Linked DNA regions of Mus musculus: all the other regions are linked to region 2. The links are chromatin contacts, called in public Hi-C and promoter capture Hi-C maps. All regions are on one chromosome and are shown on one strand. The core of a region is the stretch at or near the end of the contact, and the rest is flanking DNA. Distances in the headings are between cores, read along the strand shown. Region 1 holds the start of Ifi44 (interferon-induced protein 44). Region 2 holds the start of Ptgfr (prostaglandin F receptor). Region 3 has its middle 15 kb from the start of Gm25056.

The links. A called contact is a pair of places that touch in the nucleus more often than the background predicts. Capture Hi-C pulls out chosen DNA fragments and counts their contacts.
Region 1: a promoter capture Hi-C map of adipose tissue shows a contact between it and region 2. The contact joins the promoter of Ifi44 here to the promoter of Ptgfr in region 2. A contact is called at or near these places in 1 of 39 promoter capture datasets (neural stem cells), 1 of 115 datasets of contacts at active chromatin or transcription factors (embryonic fibroblasts) and 2 of 9 other capture datasets (adipose tissue and pancreatic islet).
Region 3: a contact with region 2 is called in a Hi-C map of uterus, with 2.9 times the contacts expected there. The contact joins the enhancer-like site here to the promoter of Ptgfr in region 2. A contact is called at or near these places in 3 of 39 promoter capture datasets (the 3T3-L1 cell line, 3T3-L1-derived adipocytes and liver), 1 of 15 datasets of contacts at CTCF or cohesin (the NIH/3T3 cell line), 4 of 484 Hi-C or Micro-C datasets (all in uterus), 3 of 115 datasets of contacts at active chromatin or transcription factors (the NIH/3T3 cell line, astrocytes and heart atrium) and 3 of 9 other capture datasets (adipose tissue, liver and pancreatic islet).

The regions. Positions count from the first base shown.
Region 1 is chr3:151,748,660-151,752,123 of GRCm38.p6, forward strand. Ifi44 (interferon-induced protein 44) reads right to left here and starts at 1,251. Exons shown (of 8, transcript NM_133871.3): 1 at 1,177-1,251; 2 at 486-985. The coding sequence starts at 927.
Region 2 is chr3:151,835,717-151,839,087 of GRCm38.p6, forward strand. Ptgfr (prostaglandin F receptor) reads right to left here and starts at 1,812. Exons shown (of 3, transcript NM_008966.3): 1 at 1,586-1,812; 2 at 1-225. The coding sequence starts at 153.
Region 3 is chr3:151,939,823-151,943,348 of GRCm38.p6, forward strand. No RefSeq gene overlaps it. Among named protein-coding and RNA genes, the nearest start is that of Gm25056, 15 kb to the left of the region's middle. Within about 2 kb of position 1,964, at least 2 of the 459 cell types and tissues checked have an H3K27ac peak or open chromatin away from gene starts, as enhancers often do. A contact at or near this core is called in uterus, where this site is marked.

The DNA.
Region 1 (3,464 bases), core at 1-2,500, 88 kb before region 2:
AAACTGAAAGCAACAATAACCAAAACAGGAGTGATTAGTCAAACCAAGAATATAAATTGTAAAACCTTAGACAGGGACAAATTAGTGATGAGTTGACTCTTAAGCTGAAATGAACTAATAACTGCCTGGGCTAACTAAGGAAAGCCAACTACTCTATGTGATCACAGAAGTGTGAGGAATCTAACACAGTCAAACTCACAAAAAACAACTAATGACCACAGGCAAAGGGGGAGGGGTCATAGTAAAGGCTGCACATGTCATGACCCAAAACGACGACATCCTAGGGAGTTTATACATAGGTAAGTAGTCCCATTTCATGATAGAATTTTAGTAATTTCTGCCAGGTCAGTTCTGTGGGTCATCTCTCCAGACTTGAGAGCCTGAGTTTAAGCATGTCCTTCCCTCAGGAATATGTCATCTAACATTGTCATATGTCACCAAGCAGGTAGTGGAGAGCTTCAGTAGGTTTATCTGAGCAAACTTACCTTCACATCGAAAAGCTTCACACTCCTGAATAGGTATGACATTATTGCGAGCAGTCAGTTGGAGCATTTTACAGATTGCTGAACTTACAATCACAGCTTTCTCATCTAATAGTATAGAGAAATCATTAGTTTTTCTTTTATGGAACAATAAATATGGTGAATCTGGTCCTTTTGCACATAGTGAAAATCCAGTCTCTTGGAGTGCAAAAATGGTGATAGAAACATCTTTTCCCTGGAAGCCCTCTTTCAGGTACATGCCAATAACACACTTTTCACTGTAAACCACTATCATGGTAGGACCTTGATTCTCACATGTGCAGAGCAAATTCTGATGAGAAAACTTCTGCACACTCGCCTTGTAAAGAAGACAAAAACGTTTTCCTCCAAAATAATTCTGCAGGCACTTTTCTTGCTGCCATGTCAAACGAGTTCTCATGGCCATACTTCAGTCTAGTGGAAAAGCCCTCTTAAAGAGCACAGTCCTCTTTAAACACGGAAGTCTAGAAAGACACACACAAAGCTCTCATTTACTCCAATTGTCTCATAGAACCCAGGAAACTAACAAACAAGAGACAAACCTGTAACAAGAAAATCTTTACAAAAATGTTCATTTAAATAATTGCTTTCAATCTTTTAAATACTCCTGTTTCCAAGCAAATAAGGTAAGTGGAAAGAAAGCTGTAGTGCATACCTGTGTGAAGAGTCTGTACCGAGGCTGGCACCGAGGAGGGCAGCTTCTGTCTCAGTGACCAAGCCTGTAGAAAATGAAGAGAAACTTTTCCTCTGTTTGCCTCATCCTGCTCGGGAAACGAAAACTGAAACTCTGTATACCTACTCACGCTGGCAGCGAGCCAACTTCAGTAGGCTTTTAAATAGCAAAGTCGGTCCAAGAGTGTGTCAGGAAATTTTAGGAAGCAGGGGCTCTCATGGGACTGGGGTTTGCTTCTTCTTCTTCTTCTTCTTCTTCTTCTTCTTCTTCTTCTTCTTCTTCTTCTTCTTCTTCTTCTTCTTCTTCTTCTTCTTCTTCTTAGGTAAATTCAACAAGTTGCTGTAGATGGACATGCAAAGCAAAATTAACTATGTATTGAATCTCTGAAATGCATCTTAAAGTCACCAGCTTCGCTTAGTCTCTGTTATCATTTTATTCCAAACTAGTGTGCATCCCTCCAGAGGCTGCTACGGCGAGCACAAGCACCCTTCTATAACACCTGGCTACAAGAAGGATGTCGCCTTTATTTCACTAAATTTGAAGGGAAACAAACATGGTCAACACAGTACACTATAGGCAATATACTCAACAAGAAGAGTACAGAGAGGGATGGGGAGTATCCTGCCTGTCAGCAGGATTGAACATCAGTGATCTTCTCTTAAAAATAAGAGTGCTGCAGGGCAGTGCTGCTGGGCAGTGGTGGCGCAAGCCTTTAATCCCAGCACTTGGGAGGCAGAGGCAGGTGGATTTCTGAGTTCGAGGCCAGCCTGGTCTACAAAGTGAGTTCCAGGACAGCCAGGGCTATACAGAGAAACCCTGTCTCAAAAAAACAAAAAAAAATGTTTTAAATAAATAAATAAATAAGAAAGAGTGCTGGAGACCCAGAGTAGCAAACACAAAGAAGTTTATTTTCTGAGCTTGAAAAGTCAGGTGTCAACTCAGGAAAAAATCAAAAATGGAATTTGATGCAGAACACTGCTTTTTATTTATTCTCCCAACTGCATTTCCCTGCCCCCAGGATGCCTCATTGGCTGAACCAATTGCATTCTCCACCCCCCCCCATGTCTCATTGGCTGAATCCAACTGCATTCTCCTCCCCCCCCATGTCTCATTGGCTGAATCCAACTGCATTCTCCTCCCCCCCCCACCATGTCTCATTGGCTGAATCCAACTGCATTCTCCTCCCCGCCCCATGTCTCATTGGCTGAATTCTTCAGGAAGAAGTCCTCCCACTCATCCAGCATAGTCCTTACCCCAAACCACCATCCCCCAGAGGCTCAAGATCCCCCAACCTGTCCTTATATGTTGGCTCAACTATATATTTCACCCCTAAGATGAACTGAAACTGGCTAGGGAAGGCAGGAGTCCAGTGCCTCCTGCTTACCTATGATTCCCTGAGGAGTTTTAGATGAACCTCACACTGATCATGTTTTACTTCTTCCACAGGTCATCGAAGGAGATGAATGGAACAATTGGAGGATGCTAGAGGCAAATGCAGTGGAAAGTGAATAGATTCAGGGTCTATTCAAGCATAGAAGAACACCGAAAGAAATAACTAGTGGGACAGATGAGGGTTAGCTGGGGTAGGAGAGGGGGTGGAAAAAGGGATTGTTTTTACTTGAGCACGGAGAGACTATTGATTATTGACATGAGACTATTAGAAAAGTTCTCGAAGAGGACCATGTATTCTGTCTTCCATTGGAATCTGTAAGTAAAAGGGTAAGTGGTTACTGTATGAGGTTGAAGACTACAGAATGAGGGTAACCTGAGAGCTGTCAGCATGCACATAATGACACAGAAAGTGAAGGGCAAATTCTAAGTGCAGTTCTATAGAACAAACCTTGTATTCAAAATCTTTACCCCAAAAGACCTGGGACTAGTTAGAAGTCAGAAAAGTGAGTTGTCCCAGAAGCTAGTTAAGAAAGGAAAATGTGGTCACCTGTGTCAAATGCTCTTCTTTCCTTCAGAGCCTCCTCTACTTAGCACAAGGGGAAAGACACTCCTCCTGGTAAGCTGTGAATTTGAGCAGCATGGCCTGTGTAGCTGAAAGAAGAGAGCATTGTGATTAGATAGTCTAGTCTGTCTACAGAAGAGCTGGAAAGTGCTAGATATTGAAACTGCTACAAGAGAGGGATAAAACTGAAGATATTCTATCTCCATAAGGTTGAACAGAAGTACAAAGTATGGGATTTATTGTTAACAAGCAATCCAAAGGTGGCTTCTTACAACAGCCAATGAATTGCTCAGGGGGGAGCAATTCAGACATGCTC
Region 2 (3,371 bases), core at 562-3,061:
GAGAATGGCGATGGCCAGGCTGTTCGATAAGATCCCCACTGTCATGAAGATGATAGAAAAAAATACTGAAAGCCGGTTCTCCGTCTGGCAGGTTGTGTTTGCGATGAGTCCAGCTGCAGGAGACACTGGCTGCTTGGAACTGTTCATAGACATTGTTGTGGAGGTAAAAGCTGTCCCCTCAAGTCATCTCTCTGTCACAACTGTGCAGTCTCGGAGTGCAGACATCTGTAGCATACAGGACAGGAATTATAAAGACCTAATTACCAGTCAGTCATCTGACATTTAGAACCAAGTGCCTCAGCACCCTGGGATGGGGTGGATTTGCCCAGCCTATCATAAGTCAGGTTGCAGGACCCTGCCGCCAGCATGCATCTGTTCTGGTTGTCTCTCTTTCAAGATAAAGATACCGCCCAAACTGACACCATCAGTTCACTTCCCTAGAAAGAGAGAGAGAAATCTAAAAAAAAAAAAAGCCATCCTGATGTATCCTTGACATCTTGAATCATTTGAAGTCTTACTAAAGCACTAAGAAGGTTAGATTTCAAACCAATGGAGTTTTTAACGCATAGCAATCTATTGAAATAACTAATCCTTTAAAATCCTGTTCTTTTCTCTGTGGGACATTGACCCCTCCCCAAGTACTTGATCCACCTGCTGGTCATAAAGCCAAGGTCATGAAAGGGCAACAAACAGAATCAATCTCTCTCTCTCTCTCTCTCTCTCTCTCTCTCTCTCTCTCTCTCACACACACACACACACACACACACACACACACCTCACACTCAGTCACACTTTGACTCATGGAAGAGTGTTGAGGCTGTGATTTCTGATCTAGCCTTCTTTCACGGGGCAGAAATCCCTGCACCAAGATGAGGAAGGGTGCTGTCAGGTTACTGTAGCCTCCAGTGAGAAATGCTGTACTGTTTGCTGTTTGGGTTTTTTGCCCCTAATGTGTTGAGTCCTAAGTCCGTGCTAGCTTCAGGACCACACCACTGGATAATTAGATTGTTTTCCCAGAGCAGCTTTCCCGGAGGCTGGGGATTTGACAGCCCAGAGGCTTTAGGTGCCTGAAGGAAAGAGGCTGGCTGCCCCCTCGGTGTCTTACTCACATTTCTACTTTCGACAGTTGCAAAGCCCACACCCCAAGGGGCCTCAGCTTGCAACATTGCCTCTAAACCTAACCAACTTGCTGAAACTTTTTGCAATTTCTCAAACTCCGGAGAGTTCTTTTCCCTCCCACCCTGGGGGGCGCCAAAGGTCTGCGGCAGCCGGGGTAAGGACCATGTAGTGCAGCCAGCAGGGAATCTCAGGGAAAGAAAGGGGTAGCCCTGTGTGCGTGCTTCTCTCCTGAGGGTGGTGGAAATCCTTGCTACTGAGCCCCATCCTTACAGTGAAGCCCCCAAGCCCTTCTTTCCTCATAGCACACCACGAATTGGGTCCAAAATCCCTGCCAGTCTCAGCCTATAGTGCTCTCCAGCGGGACCCCTGCAGCTGTTGCCACCGGAGTTTATCAACCCTGGGTTCAGCTGGAGAATCCAGGGACCGTGGGAATCCGGCCGTGGGAATGCAGCCACGGGGTTTTTACCTCGGCATCCTGAGCCACTGAGTGGTTGTGTCCGGAGCAGAAGAGCGCTGAGCCCGGTGTTCCATGGCGCAACCAGCCCTGCGCAGCCGCAACCTCGGGTTCCACCTCTCTTTCCTCCCTAGGACACTTCTGAGCACTGGATCACCCGCAGGACCTATTGTGTCCTGAACTCCAGAGCACCTAGAGATGCTCCCAGCCTCTGCAGGGTGGAGGGCTGGGTGACCTCCGCCCCTTCCTCGTCTCTCTCCTCTCCGCCCACTTTCTCTGCCCGCACAGGGTGAGGCTGCTGCACGGTCCTCTGATGCTTTGGCCACCGAGCAGCAGAAGACAACGCTTTTAGCCACCAGGCAACTACGGAAAGTTTTGCTTTAAACTCGTTTCCAAATGAAAGAGGTCATTTCCGAAGCTTCAAGACAGAAACAAGGAAAACCAAGGCATGTTTAGAGCCTGGTGTGTGGGATTGTCGGGTACAGCTTATGGGGAATGAATTAATTCCAGGTCCAACCAAAAAGGGACGCGGAAATCTGGGTAAAGGTCTGCCAGTTTGAAAGAGAACTTCTAGCAGATATCCACAGGGAGTGAATTAGAAGTTCTGGGCAACTGCTGTAAGAGGAACAGCCTTAGGCTCCACTGTCACTGGAGTGCAAGCCGGGTAAGAGTATAAAGGGAAGTGAGAGCTGCGTTCTTAAGCACCTGCTGGCCTGGGATTCGAGACCTTTTGGGAGCTTCGAAGTCCTTGAGAGAATTTCTAGTGACATCCACAACAAAGGATATACACCTTATAGATTTTGTAAAATGTACTTTGTGTTCAAGTAAAGGCGCGCTCATTTTTCATTAAGAACTGTTATTTGAGCTTGTTAAACGTATAGTGCTGTGTGAACTTGTACAATGTGAGTTCTTTTCACTATGATTGTTTTTTAGCTAATAACATCCACACCTCTGAATATGTCATTTCCAGCGCAGCACTTGTGTGCCCCTATTACCTCGATTTCCCTTCTGGCCCTAGCAAAAGGTTGTCACTAGCTGTGTAAAGAGTTCTGGAATCTGCTTCTCCATTCCAGAGCCAGAAGGTGCTTCCAAATTCCTGAAGATCGAAAGGGCTCATAAAGTGCAAAGGCAAGATAAAATAAATTAGCCATTAACTGTAGAAAAGTCCGGCTGCACACTCTCCCCCTGTGGTGGAGACAGAGCAGTTTTAATTGATATTATCATAGCGTGTTTAAACTGTGACTTGGGTATGGTCAGAGAGGTCAATGTTTTGATTAGTTGGAAAATGCTGTGTCCCGGGATGGCCAGTATCCAAAGAACAACCCTGTCACAAGCCACACTGAAAATGTGACACGGAGTGCCACTCTTTCCTTTAATGATTAACAGTCCTTGGTTGCAGCTCAGTGTGTTGATGGTTTTCCTTGTGTTTCTCTCGTGGAAATGGCCCTCTATGGGGGGGGGGGGGGTCTTCTCTGTCATTCCCCTGTTCTCACCAAATCTTTGAAGTAGTGAATTCTAGAGCCAGATTTCGATTTGGGAATCTCTGCAGCTTGGAGACAGGGGCATCTCACACCAGTGCTGTGGAACTGGGTGGGAAGGAACCAGCCTGCTCATTCAATGTCAAATTGTAGCACTCAATAAAACCAAGGCAATTGTGATTTCTTTTCCAAAGCACTACCGGAATTGCATCATTTCTTCAATCTATTCTGCATCTGTTATTGGAATTCCCTCTTTAGAACCCCATTCCTTAACCAACACATAGTTCAGACAAACTAGACATATTAATATTAGCAGGGCA
Region 3 (3,526 bases), core at 714-3,213, 100 kb after region 2:
GGGAAACCAAGCTCTTCACATAAGTTGAGCATTCTTCATTAAATACTCTTGATTTGGCCTGAGATGACTCCCAACATGTCTTTACAGGAAAAGTATTCCTGACTATGATATCCAATCTCAAGTCCACCTTACTCTTTGAATTAAGTCATTACATTGATCATTCTTCCAGCCTGCTCCATCAAAATTATGGTTCTTGTACATGACTCCCTCATTTCATCTTGATTATACTTTTCAACAGCGTCAGACTTTCACACTCTGTTCTACATGGACTCTTTATGTGTAAATATTTGTCTGCTTCGGCAAAGCAAAGTGTTTTCTAAGATGAATTCCTAATTTTGTGTTCCAATCCAGCGATCACCACTTTTGCCCTTCTACTTCTAGATTCAAATAGGAATGTCTTCTGAATACTAACCATGTTTTCACACAGACCTGAAACAGAGTGATTTTATGACTGTTTTTCTCTCAGCTGTGTTCGAAAATGAATAACTGTGAACACTGGGCACTGAGGTTTTTATCTCTATAATAAACCATTTCATAGCTTTGGTTGGAAAGCATTCTCACTTCTGCCCATGCCCATCTTGACTTGCTTTTATTTGGGATAAAAGAAATAATTCAACACATGTGCACGTGCTTACACACACACACACTCACACACACACACACCATTTCCACAGAAACATACAACATGCAGGTCAGCGTACAGGCTAGCAGAAATACTTGTGTCAAATTGAAAGAAGCAAGGAACTCTATAATACTGTGGTGATTAATGGAGAGTAGCATGCCACCCATAAAAACATAATGTGGGAGGCAACAAAAAGAGGCTTGCAGACCACACGCATAGGAAATGAGGGAAACATCCCATCCCCACCCCAGGATGGGGTAGCAGGTTGGGAGCTGGTAGCTTTCTACTAAAAACTAGAGACATAGCTAGAAACAAGATGGTGTGGCTAGTAAAGTATATAATCTTTCTAGGGCAACTGTCTGACATGCAATAAAAAAACAAAAGTTAACATTTTATATTATATCAGAGAACATTTTCATATCCATCCTCACTTCAAATTCTTCAAAAACCACACTGAACAGGTATGGTAATTTTCTTGAAAATAAGTTTCCCTAAGTTGCTAGGACACTAATGCTAAAACTCTGACCTAAGTATTATTAAACTAGATCCTATGTTTATGCCATTGCATTAATATAGCAGCATCCTCTTGGAATAAATACTGATAAGTGATTGCTTTCAGATTCTATTAAATCATCAGGGAAGTATCCCACTCCAGCTGTAAATAACACAAAACATTCAACCAGTTGAAGCTGGTTCAAGCATCCAATTGCATAGGATTTGAATACGTGGTGTGATGCATTTTAAAAAAAAAAAACTATTCTTTTGGCAAGGAAATTAACTCATTGTTTTCTGTGCCTCTCTATCTCTCAACCCCCAGCTGGGAATCAAACCTACAGCCTCACAGATGCTAGGTGAGCACCCTCTATCTGAGCTACAGCCCCTCTGACACTCACCCTTAGGTTTTTGCTTTTGCTTTCTTCAGTAGATCTTCCAACATTCATCTGCAATGTCTCCCTTTGGACAGGCATTAGAGTGTATCCTTCCTATGAACTGAATTTATTATCCAGATGATAAATACATTTGCTCGTCTACATTAAGTACATCCCTAAGATAATACACACCGTATGCCCATGGAATAACTCTGAGGGCATTTCTATGTTTATTCGTGGGACAGTTAAATCATTAAACAAAATATAATTTACCCTACACTAACTAACAGGTTTCTGTGCTAATTACAGATTCTTTCTAGTGACTGTCAACTTTTTAAGTCTAGAAGGAGAGGTGCTTTGTGTTTAAGATCTGTACTAGGCTAAAATAGCTTTTACAATGTAGTTGGGCAGATAGTTTATCTTCTGTGACATCTCAGAGTGCCTGAGAGAGGGAGATCAGTGGGAAGGCAGTTGAAACTAAGGACATCTGGTTTCACTGCTCCAGCTTGGGCCACAGAAGACAGCCACGCTCTGTCTCAGTACGACGCCGTCCTTCCAGTGTTCTCAGACTTTTCTCAGAACCCAACACTCTGGAACTTAAAGTCCAAACTCTAAATCCTTGTGGAGAATCCCAGGCTTCAAACAAAATGCCTAAGTACTATTCTGCTGTAGTCAAGCTGTTTCCAATCTACCGCTTTAACAAACAACATTCCTTTTATGTGGTGTTGATGAAGGGCCAGACTCTGTGCTCCTAAGCACTGTTTTTGCAATATACAAGATCAGGTTCAATAATGAGAAGGGATTTCTCTTGCTTTGTCATCAATAGGGGTACTTTGCCTTCACTTGACTTCCTAAACCTCTTCATTTTTTTATACCAGTTTGGTATTTATTCTACTCAAGACACCCCAGTATACTATAGGGAAAGAAGCAGTGAACGGAAAGCCAAGAGTCATGACCTAAACCTGCTCATGCATTGACTACAAGTGTGGAGAGGAGGAATGGGGAGACTAGAAGACAAGGAGATAGGACAAGAAGGAAAAAGGAGAAAGAGAGGGAGGGAGGGAAGAAGAACAGAAAGAAGAAAAGGGAAGGGAAACAGAACAAAAGTAGAGCTATCTCACTGAAGCTGTCTCCTGAACACATTCTGTCGTACGCACGGCCACCTGAACCCCGCTCAACGCTACTGTTCTATCCCCACTTGTGAGCTGGTGGCCATCCACTCCCAAGAATAATGAGGACCCACAGAATGTGAGCATCCTGGCTGTTGCCTTTAGCCTTTCTTTTTTTTTTTCAATTGGATGATTCATTTGTCTATTCACGTGTGCATACTACAGACCACAGAAGTTTTAAATATATTACAAAAGTTAAACAAGTGCAGTATGCATTGCTGCCATTCCTAATTAACATACATGTAGAAATTGGGAAACAACATTCTCCTGGTCATTCAACTAGAAAATGTTGGAGCAAGGTTCAAAATCAGACCTGTGACCTCAGAGCATAATCACTTTACCATTATTCTGGACTCATTCTATGTTATACATACTTTTTTTAAAAATTTTTATTAGATATTTTCTTCATTTGCATTTCAAATGCTATCCCGAAAGTCCCCTATATCCCCCCCCCCCCCCGCCCCACTCCCTTACCCACCCACTCCCGGTTCTTGGCCCTGGCGTTCCCCTGTACTGGGCATATAAAGTTTGCAATACCAAGTGGCCTCTCTTCCCAACGATGGCCGACTAGGCCATCTTCTGATACATATGCATCTAGAGACACGAGCTCTGGGGGGTACTGGTTAGTTCATATTGCTGTTCCACCTATAGGGTTGCAGACCCCTTCAGCTCCGTGGATACTTTCTCTAGCTCCTCCATTGGGGGCCCTGTGTTCCTAGCCTTTCTATAGGCTGATGTCAATAACTTTGAACTACACAATGGTATTTCTGCCACCAAAAGAGGTATAGAACTGCTGAGCTGTCATTTGGCATTGGTGTCCTATGAAAGGTCATGATCATGATACCAGTGAGCTTTTACCTGGTGTC